2 separate regions of the Mus musculus genome follow, and region 2 is linked to region 1. A link is a contact called in public Hi-C data. All regions are on one chromosome and are shown on one strand. Each heading gives the region's core, a stretch centred on a gene start, on an enhancer-like site or on the middle of the called end of the contact. The rest is flanking DNA. Distances are from core to core; before and after follow the strand shown. Region 1 overlaps Gm11351 (predicted gene 11351). Region 2 has its middle 160 kb from the start of 1700092E19Rik.

Region 1 (6,228 bases), core at 2,451-4,950:
CAGACTCCATGATGTTCAGAAAATGACAAAATCACCTGAAGATGTGTTTTGCAGAGTTTCTGTCATTTAAGTGACTTAATATTGTAAATACACATATACATGTGACTATCAGAACATACATCTATATCTTAAGATGAATGCAAATGTATCTATATTATAGATGTGTGCACACACATAATCTTAAACTGAAATATGTTAGCTGGACTGAGGAAAGTAGGATCTGATGAAATATATACATCTATTCATAAACATGTTGACTTTGTTATGTGAATGGCCCCTAACTCTAACTAGAACCTGAATTCTAGTCATGAGCACAATACAGACACACAGACATACACATACCCAGACACACACACACACACACACACACACACACACACCAGCCCCACTCTCACTCTCCAGTCCCATGTGGCTTCTGGTTTTAGTCATTTGCTCTGCTCTGCATTCCAGCTTGTCTGTGATGAACCCTTCACCCTGATTGCAGATTTCTCCCAACACACCTACCCACCCATTCCTTTGCTCAGTCCTTTGTCCATTCCTGCCTGGATGCACTGCCTGTCCTGCATTCCTCACACTCATCCTTCTCTGAGAAAGTAGCCCAAGTTACTCCCACCTTCCCATGGGAACTCTCCTAACTTCAGTCTAGACTTATTTTTCTCTTTTCTCTAGAAAATTATGCCACCTTTGCATGTTACCCAAAGTCATAAACTTATGTGTTAGTAGTGAAAGGACATGAACCATGTGTAAGTAACCACACCAGACTAAACAGTTGGAACTCGGGTGCAAGGACGTCAAGAAAATTAATGAAAAAGAACAGGAATGGTCATTTGTGTAAAACCTAATCACCCTTTGTTGACTGCTCGCTAGACTGGCCCAGAGAACTTGCTGTGTACGTGGAACTCCACATGCAATGGCGTAGCTAAGGAAGCACTGATTCATTAGTGAATCTTGAATTGTAGTAACATCCGGTAAAGTACACTCTGTAGGCCCAGCTGTTATATTAATTGAAACAGATCTATCAGATGGGGAAGCTAAGTCTTTATAGGCAACTGAACCAATGCCATGGGTTACAGCCAAGGGTGGAGTACATCGTGGAGTCAGACCTAAGATTTTAGGATGCTTCCTTTCAAAAATCCAGGCCTTAACTCTAAATCATGATTGTATGACTGTCTCAGATGTAAAATATAAGGCAAAAAATAGTTTTTTAAAAAAAATAGTTACCATTCCTATTTTTATTGGAATGTGAAGAATTGATCTTTTTCTTCATTGCAAAGATATTTGCACAATGCCATTTCATCAGAGACACCCTGAGATACTGGCTGAGGGCTTTCTCAACTCCCATCAGCTTTGGTGATAACATTATGACATTTTCCCTTGACAGATGTTTCTTTGTCACAATGTCACAGAGATACCTCTTTCAAGAGTTTTTGTTTCATTCATTTGAAGAATTTCTGTGCCACTCACTAATTTCTGGTGTGATATGTGGAGACTAATTGAAGAAATTGTTGTGTCAAAATTTTAATTAAAGCCAATTAATATAGAATAGTTCATTGTGGATGCATTCAAGGCAACACAATTTTCAATAATCAATGAGCGAAAATCACAAAATCTCTAAGTGAAAACTGAAAAGTACAGGACTCTGCCTCTGGGAGCAATTATAGTAGCAGAATAATTAATTGTAGCGCTTTTGTTTTGTTATGATTTATAATGTCTGAAGCTAGGTAGTAATACAAGCCTTGAGATAGGATGGGACCATTGCAGCCTTTCCTCTTTAGACAATACTACAGGAGAATTGAGGGAGAAAGCTATTTAGAATTGCTGGTGCATGCTGAGCCTAGAAATCCATCTACTTTGTATAATACTTACTTGAATATTTACCTAAGCAAGCAGCTCACATTTTCTGGAATGTACTTCTTACTTCCTGCATTAGAGCGGCCAAATCTTCCCTATGTCCTTTCACATTGCATTACCCATTAAATACTAGAAATTGGCACCTCAATAGTATGCCCCATGATTGTTCGGTAAAACTGGTCCATATTCTCTATATGATAAAGTTATACATATCATTTCAAAGATTGTCCTTCAATTCAATATATGATATTATACCAAATCCCATGCCTTTAAGTTGTCATCTATATTGGTTCCTGTCTGCTGTAGGTAAGTATAATATCATATATTGAATTGATTTCCCATTTGTGTTCTTGAATGAATGATCTAAAAGTCTGGTCTTTGCTTCACAGTGCTACCGCTGAGTTTTCTTTTCTGAGCCCTAGAAGGTCTGGAAGCATCAATGACACAGGATAAGGCAAGTGAGGTACATTTGTTACATGGAAAGGCTAGTTGTAATGTTTCTCAGAGTAGAATGATGCAGAGGCTCGAGGAAGACAGAAGGTGGCCATAGCAACACTCCTGCCCATGCCCTCCTTCTGATCAAAGTTAATGAGTTGTAATCAAGTCAGATAAGTGAGTAGCTAACTAATTTAAAAGGAATAAAAAGAAAAAAAAAGGTTTCACAGTTCTTTCCAAGTAGGAAAATACATCTACTTAAAGCACTGCAATATGTCCAAGAAACTGTCAGCACCGATTATTAGGCCAGCTTCTCAAGACTTGACCCTTTGTCTGGGAGTCCACAGATGACCTTGAGCTCCCTGGAAAGGCAGTATCTATAAATAATGCATTAATCATTTTCACATGTGGGCCAAGTAAAAAATTCATATCTGCCCGTGGCTTTGAGTTGTTCTTTAGGATGCTGCTTAGGTTTTCTCTGTGGCAACCTTTAAGAGATGATTGCAGAATTTGCTGGAAATGGGAGCATAGTGTGGGCCTGTGCATTCCAACAGGAAGCTGGAGCTGTGCTTAGGAGTAGGGAAAGGCCGTGGCTGCAACATTCAATTTAAGAGTGACACATTTGTTTCAGTATATGCATTTTGTGTTTTTACTGCTTTGGTAACAGCATGAATTATCACCAGTAAGAGTGGAGCCTTCTTTTGCAAGTAGACCTCAGATAGGACATTCTAGAGGCCTGAGAACATTTCACGGACACAGAATCTGTCTCTTTCTAGCTCACCAATACAGATTTAAATTTTACACAAACAGTCCAAAGGGGCCTACTCATGTCAGGAGACTTTCGTTTGGTTTATAGTTCTGTTTCCAGTATCTTACTTACTGTTAATGAGCAATACTTAATGCGGCTCTGAGCATGCATCTGACTGTTGAATGTCTAGGAAATCCAGATTAATGTTGTATAAAGCACAGAGTCAATCTGCTAGCAAAGCACGGGATTTGAGAAAAAAAAAACTGGCCTGGCTGGATTCCTCCTGCCTCCTACTCCCTCCAAAATCTCCAAAATACATTTTTATCATCTCATTTAAGCTTAGACCTTGGGCCTCAACAAGCCTCTTTTGGTAATTAAACTATGCCTGAAAAAGAATAACAAACAAAGAAATGAATCAGAGACCTTCCTCTACCACCAAGAAAAACCCACCATGCCTGAAGTTTTCAATATTGTTTAAAATATTTATTTCCTGATCATTTTAATTGTATATCAGCTTTTCTGAATGAGCCTTGTACAAAATAAAGGGATTTTATTTGCATCTTTTATTCTCTATTGCTATGGACAAGAAAAGATTATGCCAGAAGAGAAAGGGGGAGGGGAAGACAAAAAGGGACTCTGAAACTGGGCTATTACTGCCATCTAGTGTGCAGACTGGCTGTCCAGAGGGGATGAGAGTGTCTTTGAGACAATACAATTCGAGTTTGCAGAGGATAGAGTCAGGGATGAGAGCACTTCCTCCAAGAAATACTCTCCAAGCTAGTGTCTTTCACCATGTAATGAACTCTTTTGCCATAGAGCTTTGAGTATATGGCTGAACAATATGAAGCACCCTATTTCTTCCAGCAAAAACTGGAAGAACCCCAGCCAGGTCTAAAGGCATGTTATTTCTGAGAATTTGTGTACTAGCTGCAGATGTTGGTAAGCAGGGGTAATGATTTATGCAGATGCCTGTAACCTTTGAATTGGGTCCAGATAGCCAAGTGTCCTCTGCCTTCTGCAAGGAAGGCCTTCTTTCCAAGAGCAGGGCAGGCAGTTTTGATGACTTCTTAGTCCTTTTCAAGTCTGTGGTTCTAAGTGATGCAAATAGTATTTGCTGCTCATGAGCCTACTTTCTCTGTTGCTGATAGAAATTCCACTAGGCTGAGACTCACTGTGTGAGAGTCTAAACATTAAACCTCTTCACAGGACCAGAGGCAGGGTGGCATCTCACAGGTGTTTCATATATTCCCTCCTTCGTGTGGTGCGATTATACAAAATCCACAGGGATTCTCTCACTTCAAAGTCCCTGCCAGTTCTGGCATGGATTCATTCTGGTACCGGCTAAAGACACTGCAGCTGAAATCAAATCAAGCTCGACTTCTTTAATTCACCTCAGAGCAATGCTATATCCACTGACTGCAATTCTCACTAACCCTAATACCTCACACCTTCCCATCCAGCAGGGGTTTGTTACCTTAAAAGCAAACAACTTCAGTGCTCTGGCTATATTCATAAACGATGGCTTCAAAACTCAAAAGGCAGAGACCTGCTGAGATAATGAAAGCTAATTTAGAGACTCATAAGCACAAAAAAAAAAATCTAAGCTCAGAGGAATTTTAAGTCATTACCTGTGTCAGCATAACCTAGAACTGCTGGCTTTTTTTTTTTTCCCTGTTTTCAATGTAGCCTGTAGCTTCAGGTATCTAGAATGAAAAATTAGCTCTGTCTGTCTCACAAAGGTACCATTATAGGACAAATGTGCCACTTACTATATCCATGGTGGAAAAGAAAGTGATGACATCACAGTAAGAAGGGCAGGAGCTCCAACATTTTAGGGAACCTGTAGATGGAAAAGTATACATGACAGCCAAGGACATGGCTTAGTGGCCAAAGTGCCTACCATAAAAAGCAGGTATGGAAAGCAGAGTTGGATCCTCAAACACACTTGAAAGGCAGGCAGGCAGGATGACACTTAGATTCCCAGCAATCTGGGGGGTTGGAGGGGAGGTGGAGTCAGAGTGCTAGAGACCATCTAGGTAACCAAGCAGCACAATCTGTAAGCTCTGGGCTCAACAAGAGACCCACTCAGTGAATGCAAAGGAGAGTGAGGAAGACGTCAGATATTAACTCTGGAGCCTCCACACAGTTGAATACACCTGTACACCTCTCTTTCTCTCTCTCTCTCTCTCTCTCTCTCTCTCTCTGTGTGTGTGTGTGTGTGTGTGTGTGTGTGTGTATGTGCGTGCGTGCACACATGCATGTGTGCATATGCACACAGAATACACATGAGAAGTCAGGAAGACAAAAAATGTTCATTATTATCTGTAGATTCCTCAGAACATTGTAGCTCTCTGTGTTTGTGAGCAAAATTCAGATGAATTTTCTACTGTTATTTCCATTCTCTGAAAAGTGAAAAAGCAAGAGGGGTTAATGTGTATTTGATAGCATGGGTGAAAACCGAGGATTGGATTTAATGGCTCTGGATCTTACTAATGAGTATGTTATAGAGATTACATTGCTTCACATTTGGTAAGAAAATGGGAGAAAAAAAAACTAATTTAACTGTAAGTCTTAGGTGCACATAAGCCAGAGACCTGCCCATTGTTTAGATTCAGGGCACTGAAACTGGAAATCTGAAGGCAAATCTATTGATTCATCATTAAGCCTGGTTCAGAGGTGAGTAACATTTTCATCTTATTTTCTGTAGGATTAATGTCTGCTTTCCTCATCAAAGACCCTAGGATGGAAAACTGACCCTCACCTCCGAGAAAAATGGTGCCCTTCCTTCTAAGCCACTAAACTCTGGAGCCCTGCCTCCCCAGTCACCTGGCCTCATTTATCCTGCTGCTCTAGATTTGTCCTTCTGTATCCCGCATGAGTAATGCAGCCATTGGAGAACACACAGCCTCCTGGTAAGGCATTCACCCAACTTCTCTAGGATTAATCGCGGGCTAAACTGCTAAATAACATACTGATATATTAACTCCATTAAAATCTAATTCAGTGGCAATAACTTCTAGAAAGCCAACAAAGGGCTTATGAAGAACAAAGTGAAAAAAATCCCCCAAAAGGTAAATCACTGCACTCACTGGAAGTAAATCAGAGTGAAAGACAAGGGTATGAATCAAAAGAGAGCATTGAGTCCCCATCCTGGCCAGCAAGTCTTGTGTTCTTCACCAGGCCTACCCTTGAAT
Region 2 (6,893 bases), core at 3,213-5,712, 220 kb before region 1:
ATACCACACTAGCAGGGAGAGTCACTTATTGTTTCAGGTCTATTTCTGAGTTCGAGGACTTGGTCTGCAGAGTGAGTTCCAGGACAGTCAGGGCTACACAGAGAAACCCTGTATCAAACAACAACAACAACAACAACAACAACAACACAAAAACAAACACAAACAAACAAGCAAACAAAAAAGAATAATGAACCTGGGCCTGGGCCTGACGTGTTCTGTAATACTGTGGGGTGAAGCAGGGAGTTTACCCAGCGAATTCAACAGAGAAGTGTCAACATAGGGGTGCTGTTTGAGAGAGTTAGACCACGATTTTCTTTTTCACCATAGAGTGTAGTTCCAGTATGAATCCATTGTAAATGGCTCTTTTGGAGAGAGGACTAACAGAAACTGCCTATCCCTTCCTAGTTTTCATTTTGATGTTCTTCTTCCTTTAATGGGGTTTTGACTAAGGACTGGCTCTAAGAAAGATATCTCCAGAGAGCTCAGAGATGCTTCCAAACAGCCTCTTGGTTCCCCACTGGTGCCTTGATTCACTGTCAGAACTTCAGTATTCCATGGTATCCTATCTAAGTAAGTCTCTCAGTACCTTGTGTTGTCCTTTCTTGCTTCTACAAGCATGAAACTGTAAACTCTTGGGAATGTAGACAATAACCCAAGGAGCCTGGCCATGCCATTCCTGCCTATGTGGTAGTGTTAAGCTACTGCCACCTTCTGCTTAGCTCATGCACTGCTAACGCAAGCCATTCCTGCAGTTGCCCTGCATGCCCTGACAATTTACACTCATCCGGACCTGCAGTATTACAATACAAAATACTTCAAATCAAATGTGAACCCTGCCCCAAATCCTCCACAGACTAACCTTTTGTAAGACAGTATTTGAGGGGACAGCTACTTTCATCCCACTAAAGTGTGCTCAGTGGGTTTGGCATTGAACTATGTAACCAGCAGTTTCAATATTCATGGGATATGAATGTTTTACCAGACTTAGGAAAGGGCAAATAAACAGGGTTGAAGAAAGAACAACTTTACATTGTTCAAGTAGCAGAGGATTCCTCTGTGATTTTCTCTGGTGTGCCAAGGGGTCAGGCTTATTGCAGGTGTATTTTTAAAGGATTTATTCTTATTTTTAGTGTGTGTGTGTGTGTGTGTGTGTGTGTGTGTGTGTGTGTGTGAATGGGGGAGAGAGAGAGAGACAGACACAGAGAGAGAGAGAGAGATACAGAGACAGAGCGATGGAGAGATAGACAGACAGAGAGAGAGAAATGCAGATTCCCATGGAGGACAAAACAATCACACCCACTGGAGCTGGATATGAGTGATTGTGAGACACCTGATATTAGTGCTAGGAATTCAATTTAGATCTTCTATAATAGTACATGCTCTTAATCACTGAGCCACCTTTTGAGACCCTATAAATACTCAATAGAGACATTCACAGGACAAAAGACAGTCTAAAACAAGATCTGCATTCATACCCAAGAATTGAGCCCCTACCTTGTTCTTTAGCTCTGGGAACATCCTGAAGTTTTAGCTTAGGCCTCACTGGGAAGTTGAGGCAATCACCCTCCAAGGCAGGAATCCTATAGTAAGAGTCTTTGGTCCCTTAGATGGATTCCAGCAATGTACAGCTTGCCAGACTGAAATGCCACTCCACCCTTTTCCATACAAAGGGCTTCATTTTAATGCAGTTACACAGCTCCCATAATGAAGTTTACCTAGGACCGTTTAAAATGTCCAGCATATGCTCGCCTCGTGTCATCCACATGGAGACATGTGAGTCTGAGTGTGCTGGGATGTGAAATAGTCCAAGAAAAAAACTCCTGCTTCACTAAATTTTATCCTTGTTATTTCTACTCCTTAAGTACCCATGATAACCCTCAAATCTTTTCAGTCTCAAGCAGCAAAAAAGTTGACTTTATGATTCATTATAAGACACAAGAAATTAACAGAAATATAAAGACTCATGATAATTTGAAATCTATAGAAAGAAGCTCACTCATTCTGCCAATTGTCCTTGCTAGCACAGATAGTAGCACCCTGGGGTGTCCTCACATGCTCTGTTACCCATCAACAGCACTGCTCTGGAAACACTTCTCCATTTTCTAATAGTAGAGAACAAGATATATGTCTAATGTTACTTGGAATTCATCTTGATGACTTTGGAGAGTTTACATTCCTTAATTAATTCTTTATTACTGGCTAATTTTCAATACAAATGAATAAATCAGACTTTCATGGGATTGTGGGGGAAGCGTGCTTGGGACAATGACTATCTGAGTATAATACCACTGAGTCTTGCGATTTGTATGCAGAGTGGAGGCCCTTTCCCCAGCTCTGATCAAAATGATGTCATCAGAGGTCCTTTCAGGACTGAGTCTCTGCAGTTTTCATAGGTTCATGTCCCAACGTCAGACAGCTAAAGTATTCTAGACAGAGAAAATGACCTTACCTTTGCAAACCTCAGCCAGGTCTAATTCTACAGCTGTGTCCTAGAATACAGTTCCACACAGTTCAATGTTAGGATCTCATGCCTTTTGGCAACAGTTTGCATTTTCAGGTTTTTCATGTCAAGCACACGCAAGTACAACTTCTCACTGAATATGCATTTTAAGAATAATTTCTGTCTTCTAATAATCTCCAATCAACAGTGTAACCTGATTTAAAATGCAATCCATATAACTGTTCTCAGACACAGTCACACACGTGAGAACTTCAGAACCTGTTTTGAAATCGCCCCCCACCCCACCAGTTTTGGACATGGGATCTCACTCTATAGACTTTCAGCCCCGGCCAACCTGAAACTAACTATGTAGAATAGACTGGCCTTGAAATCATAGAAATATGCCTGCCTCTGTCTCCTAGTGATGAGATTTAAAGTTTGTACCACCACATCCAACTCTGTTTTGAAATCTTATACCAAACCTTTAATTTTATGATCTGAAGAAAGTGAATGAGGACAGTATTAATCAGGGATCAAGGCAGGAATGCAAGAACTCACTGTAAGTCACACCCAGGAGAAAAGTCAGGCACAGAAGTTAGGCTAGGCAAGGCAGACCCTATGCAATGCAATCTCTGCTACTAAATCAAAAGAGATGCCCACAGTGAGTTGGCTTTTAGGACCTAGCTAGCTCACACAGTTAAGAAGAAACCTTCAGTGCAGCTCAGTGCATGCTTTTTCTTCTCTCATTCAATATCAGCAGCAGTTGTAGGATGTCAGAATGCATAAAGATCATTGAGAATATGGTGACAGGGCAGACACAGGGTCATATCCAAGAGGAAAGGTTTTGAGCCCCAGGAAGAATCTGGGTCTTATTTCTTCTGAGTTCTCTTGGTCCCAGAGGTGCTGGAGGCTTATTCAGTGAGCCTGACACAAGCCAGTTACTTCCTAGAGAAAAGTTTCTGGAAGCTGAGCTGAGAAGTTCCTCAAATAATTCAACAAGGATGCACAAAGGTGAACAGTTTTGAGTCACCTATTATTTTCTGTCTTGCTCTTTCGTAAGCAGTGTGGTAGCCTTTCCTGTGGGTGAGGCAGAGCCAATGAACAGCAGTGCCATCATTTCATAACAATCCTGACCTCCATAGTCACTCACAGCCTCCTCTTCCCTGGAGGTAGAGATGTGACCAATGGTCTCTCTTCCCAGAATGTTCTCTGAGACTTTCAAAACTTCCATCATTTCCTTTCGAAAGGGGGTTCTTCCTTTACAAACCAAGCTAAACAGTGTGAGAAATGGCTTTGACAGGCATAAGAATAAATTTCAGCTTCTTAGTGTCTGTCACACATACATGGGTATAAGCACTACAATGTAGACAGATGGGTAAGTTCTAGGAATGAGTTTGACAGAATCTTACATGAAAAGTTTCTGCCTCTGGAAGCTCTGCTCCTTTCCTGTGATATTGTTATGGCTGTGGTAAGCTACCAAAAACAGCGCCATAATATCTATTAATCCTCATGCACGGACATGCCTTCTTTCACTTGCACAATGCCACTGATATCCACTAGTGCCCCCACACAGTGCTCTATAACTACAAAGTCTCCTTTCTTCCATCTTAGCAAGATACAGCCTCCAAACAAGAGTGAACTAAAGTTAAAGTAGAAGTGTTTCTTCTTCCATCCACTGCAGCTAAGGATCTGGAGCTGCGTTTTCTGGGCCTTGGAAAGAAATGTGGACTCAGCCTGCCGCATGCGCGACTTCCCCTCATCAGTGTGCAGTTAGTCCCTGCCAGACTGATTCAGGCCTTGGATGCTTTACAGAAGAGAGAAAGGGAGGCTCCAGGTCTATTGAGTTGGAGCGTGGCATCTGCCGCACACTGAGGGGAGAGGTCAAAGGTCATCACTCGATTTTGATAAAGCGAGCCAGATTAATTGTCTCTGGTAATCCTGTTTGTCACGGTAGATATGCAAGGGCGTCTTTGTGGCACAGGCTGACATATGGGCAGGCCTGCTGCTTGCCTATTCAGGGGCCCAGCACATGTTCTCCCCAGTTGGACAAGTTCCCAGAGCCTTGTTTGCCAAAGGAGTGGGGCCTCCTGCTCCTATTCAGCCATCCCCCATCTCCACCAAGAGGCTTTCTTCTAATCTTAAAACCTGCCTAGGCTATTGAGAGAAGCCACATTATAGGGGGACGGGGGAGGGAAAGCTAGAGACAGAAAGGAAGAGAAGGGGGCTGCTAAGGAAAGAAAGGGGGCTGAAGGGGAGAAAGGCAGACAGCCATCAGAAGCAGGAGTGAAAAAGACTCTTACAGATGGGGGTGTGGGATAGGGGCAGAGAAATATAATTACAAAAGATAGCAGCCGTGTCCTTCAGGCAGAAGCCTTCAGGGCTGATTATAGCTGCTCTCCAAATCTGAATCTATCACCAAATTATACCCTGCCTCTTTTGTAAAATAAATGTTAATAAGAGGTAATTTTGGCCCTCCTGATTGTTAAGCTCAATGGAGATAGATTTTTTCTTCCTCTGTGTGTGTGTTTATTGTAATATCTGGAGGGCTTTTTCTTCTTCTTTTTTCTGTTCCAACTAGAATTTATATTGAAACACACACACACACACACACACGTTCAGTGGTCCAACACAAGAGCCAGAAAAACAAAAAGCAAATAGCTTGAGCATTATAACAATGAAGAAACAGATAGATGGACAATTGGCCACTAATGGTCTTCTGTAGAATATTCTAGAAGTATGGTCCCTAGGATTTAGAAAAGAGTAAGCATGGAGAGATGGAGAAAAGGAATGTAGCCCTTTCTTAGTGAAAGAGGTGGGGTCCTTTTTCTAAAGAGCTTTGCTTTTCTTTAGTTTAAAAGCAAGACCCCCTTTCATTTACATAATCATTATTTTGAGTTGCTGCCAATTCTTTTGGGGGCTTTTACATTTAAAAGCACAAAAACTAGAGACAATCCCATGACAGATCTTTTGAAAATGTTCTAATGATGTGTATTTATGAACAGATCCAGAAATGGAGCAATTAGAAACAATGAATAATAATCTTTGGAGCAGACAAAGCAGAGAGAGATTCATATATGAATGTCTGATCAGAAAAGCTTTGAGGCAGACATCCCTGGGTCTTTACAGTGTGTGCTGTATGAACACAGACCAGAGACCGGGGTCTAGATGAGACAATAGCTGGACTGCCTAGACAAGTGGTATCAGATCATGGAGGCTGGTTGGTCATATTTCTGAATAAACACTCTGGCTACTATTATAATACTCCAGACAAGAGACGAAATGATTGTCATTGATTTTCAAGGGGATTCACATTCAAAATTTAAGACACTGAAGTAAGATACCCCTAAATTGTTATCTTATTCTAGGTAAGAAAATATTTTGTTTAGTTCTACCAAAATCACCGGCAACAATACACTTCTTGTTTTCACCATTAAAAATATAATACCACTATTCTTTCATTTATTCATTGCAGAAAACAAACTAAAATGGGAATCTATGAAGATCTATAAATTATTTACATTGTATTGTGACATGGTGTTTTAAGGATGAGGTGAGGTCATTTGAATAGGAGCTTGGATAGAGGACAAATATAAGTTATATTCAAATCAGGACACTGTGAAACAAGAGACATCATGCTGTGCACAGAGGGCTGAAACTTGCATAAAAGGGATTTAGAAACAACTAGGCAACCTATCTTCCTTTCTATACAAACTAGACTACTGTTGAGTTTATTTCGGGGTCTTCCCAACCTTTAAGAGACTAGCACCAGGAAAAGCCTGGGAAAGAGAAAAGAACATGGCCAACCTGTATCTACCACTCCCTCTATCACTTTAGGATATGTTGAGTCTAATCCCTTGTGTCAATATGATCAGAGCCAAGTACTTTTGGCTCACCAGGAGAACAAAGACAATACCTGGTAGCCTCAACTCCTGCTTTACGAACTTATTGCAACACTATCTTCCTTTAATTTGACTATTTTATGATGTGTGTGTGTGTGTGTGTGTGTGTGTGTGTGTGTGTGTGTGTGTGTGTGTACACATGTGCCTATGGCTGTGGAGGCCAGATGTTGACATCAGGTCACTTTCCCAGTTCTTCTCCAACTTAGTTTTGAATCAAAGTGTCTCACTAAACCTGGAGCTTACTCAGCAAGACTACCTGTTTGGTGAGCTCTCAGAATTCATCAATCTGTGCCTTCATGGAGCAGAAATGTTAGGTGGGTGCTGGGAGTCCAGACTCAGGCCCTCAGCCTTGTAGGACAAGTACTTCATCAACTGAATGAGCTCCCGGCCCCTATTTAAGTTTTATTGATTACATTTATTTGTCTTATACCTCAATTTCTTTTCCTAAGTTATCCAAAATGCCTCTTCAAATGCTGTTTCCAGGAGTCAGGCTAGCTTCAGAAGATCTCTCACAATGTACTGAGGGAAGATGGACAGCAGTCTTCCATCCTGTC

Evidence for each region. A called contact is a pair of places that touch in the nucleus more often than the background predicts.
Region 2: a contact with region 1 is called in a Hi-C map of cerebellum, with 2.7 times the contacts expected there. The contact joins two enhancer-like sites. A contact is called at or near these places in 9 of 484 Hi-C or Micro-C datasets (the HL-1 cell line, cerebellar granule neurons, cerebellum and 4 more) and 3 of 115 datasets of contacts at active chromatin or transcription factors (astrocytes, neural progenitor cells and stem cell-derived neural progenitor cells).

Annotation. Positions count from the first base shown.
Region 1 is chr13:25,930,478-25,936,705 of GRCm38.p6, reverse strand. It overlaps Gm11351 (predicted gene 11351), which reads left to right. Exons shown (of 4, transcript NR_045062.1): 2 at 5,742-5,946. Among named protein-coding and RNA genes, the nearest start is that of Gm11351, 33 kb to the left of the region's middle. Within about 2 kb of position 3,700, at least 52 of the 459 cell types and tissues checked have an H3K27ac peak or open chromatin away from gene starts, as enhancers often do. A contact at or near this core is called in astrocytes, cerebellum and neural progenitor cells, where this site is marked.
Region 2 is chr13:26,152,715-26,159,607 of GRCm38.p6, reverse strand. No RefSeq gene overlaps it. Among named protein-coding and RNA genes, the nearest start is that of 1700092E19Rik, 160 kb to the left of the region's middle. Within about 2 kb of position 4,462, at least 74 of the 459 cell types and tissues checked have an H3K27ac peak or open chromatin away from gene starts, as enhancers often do. A contact at or near this core is called in astrocytes, cerebellum and neural progenitor cells, where this site is marked.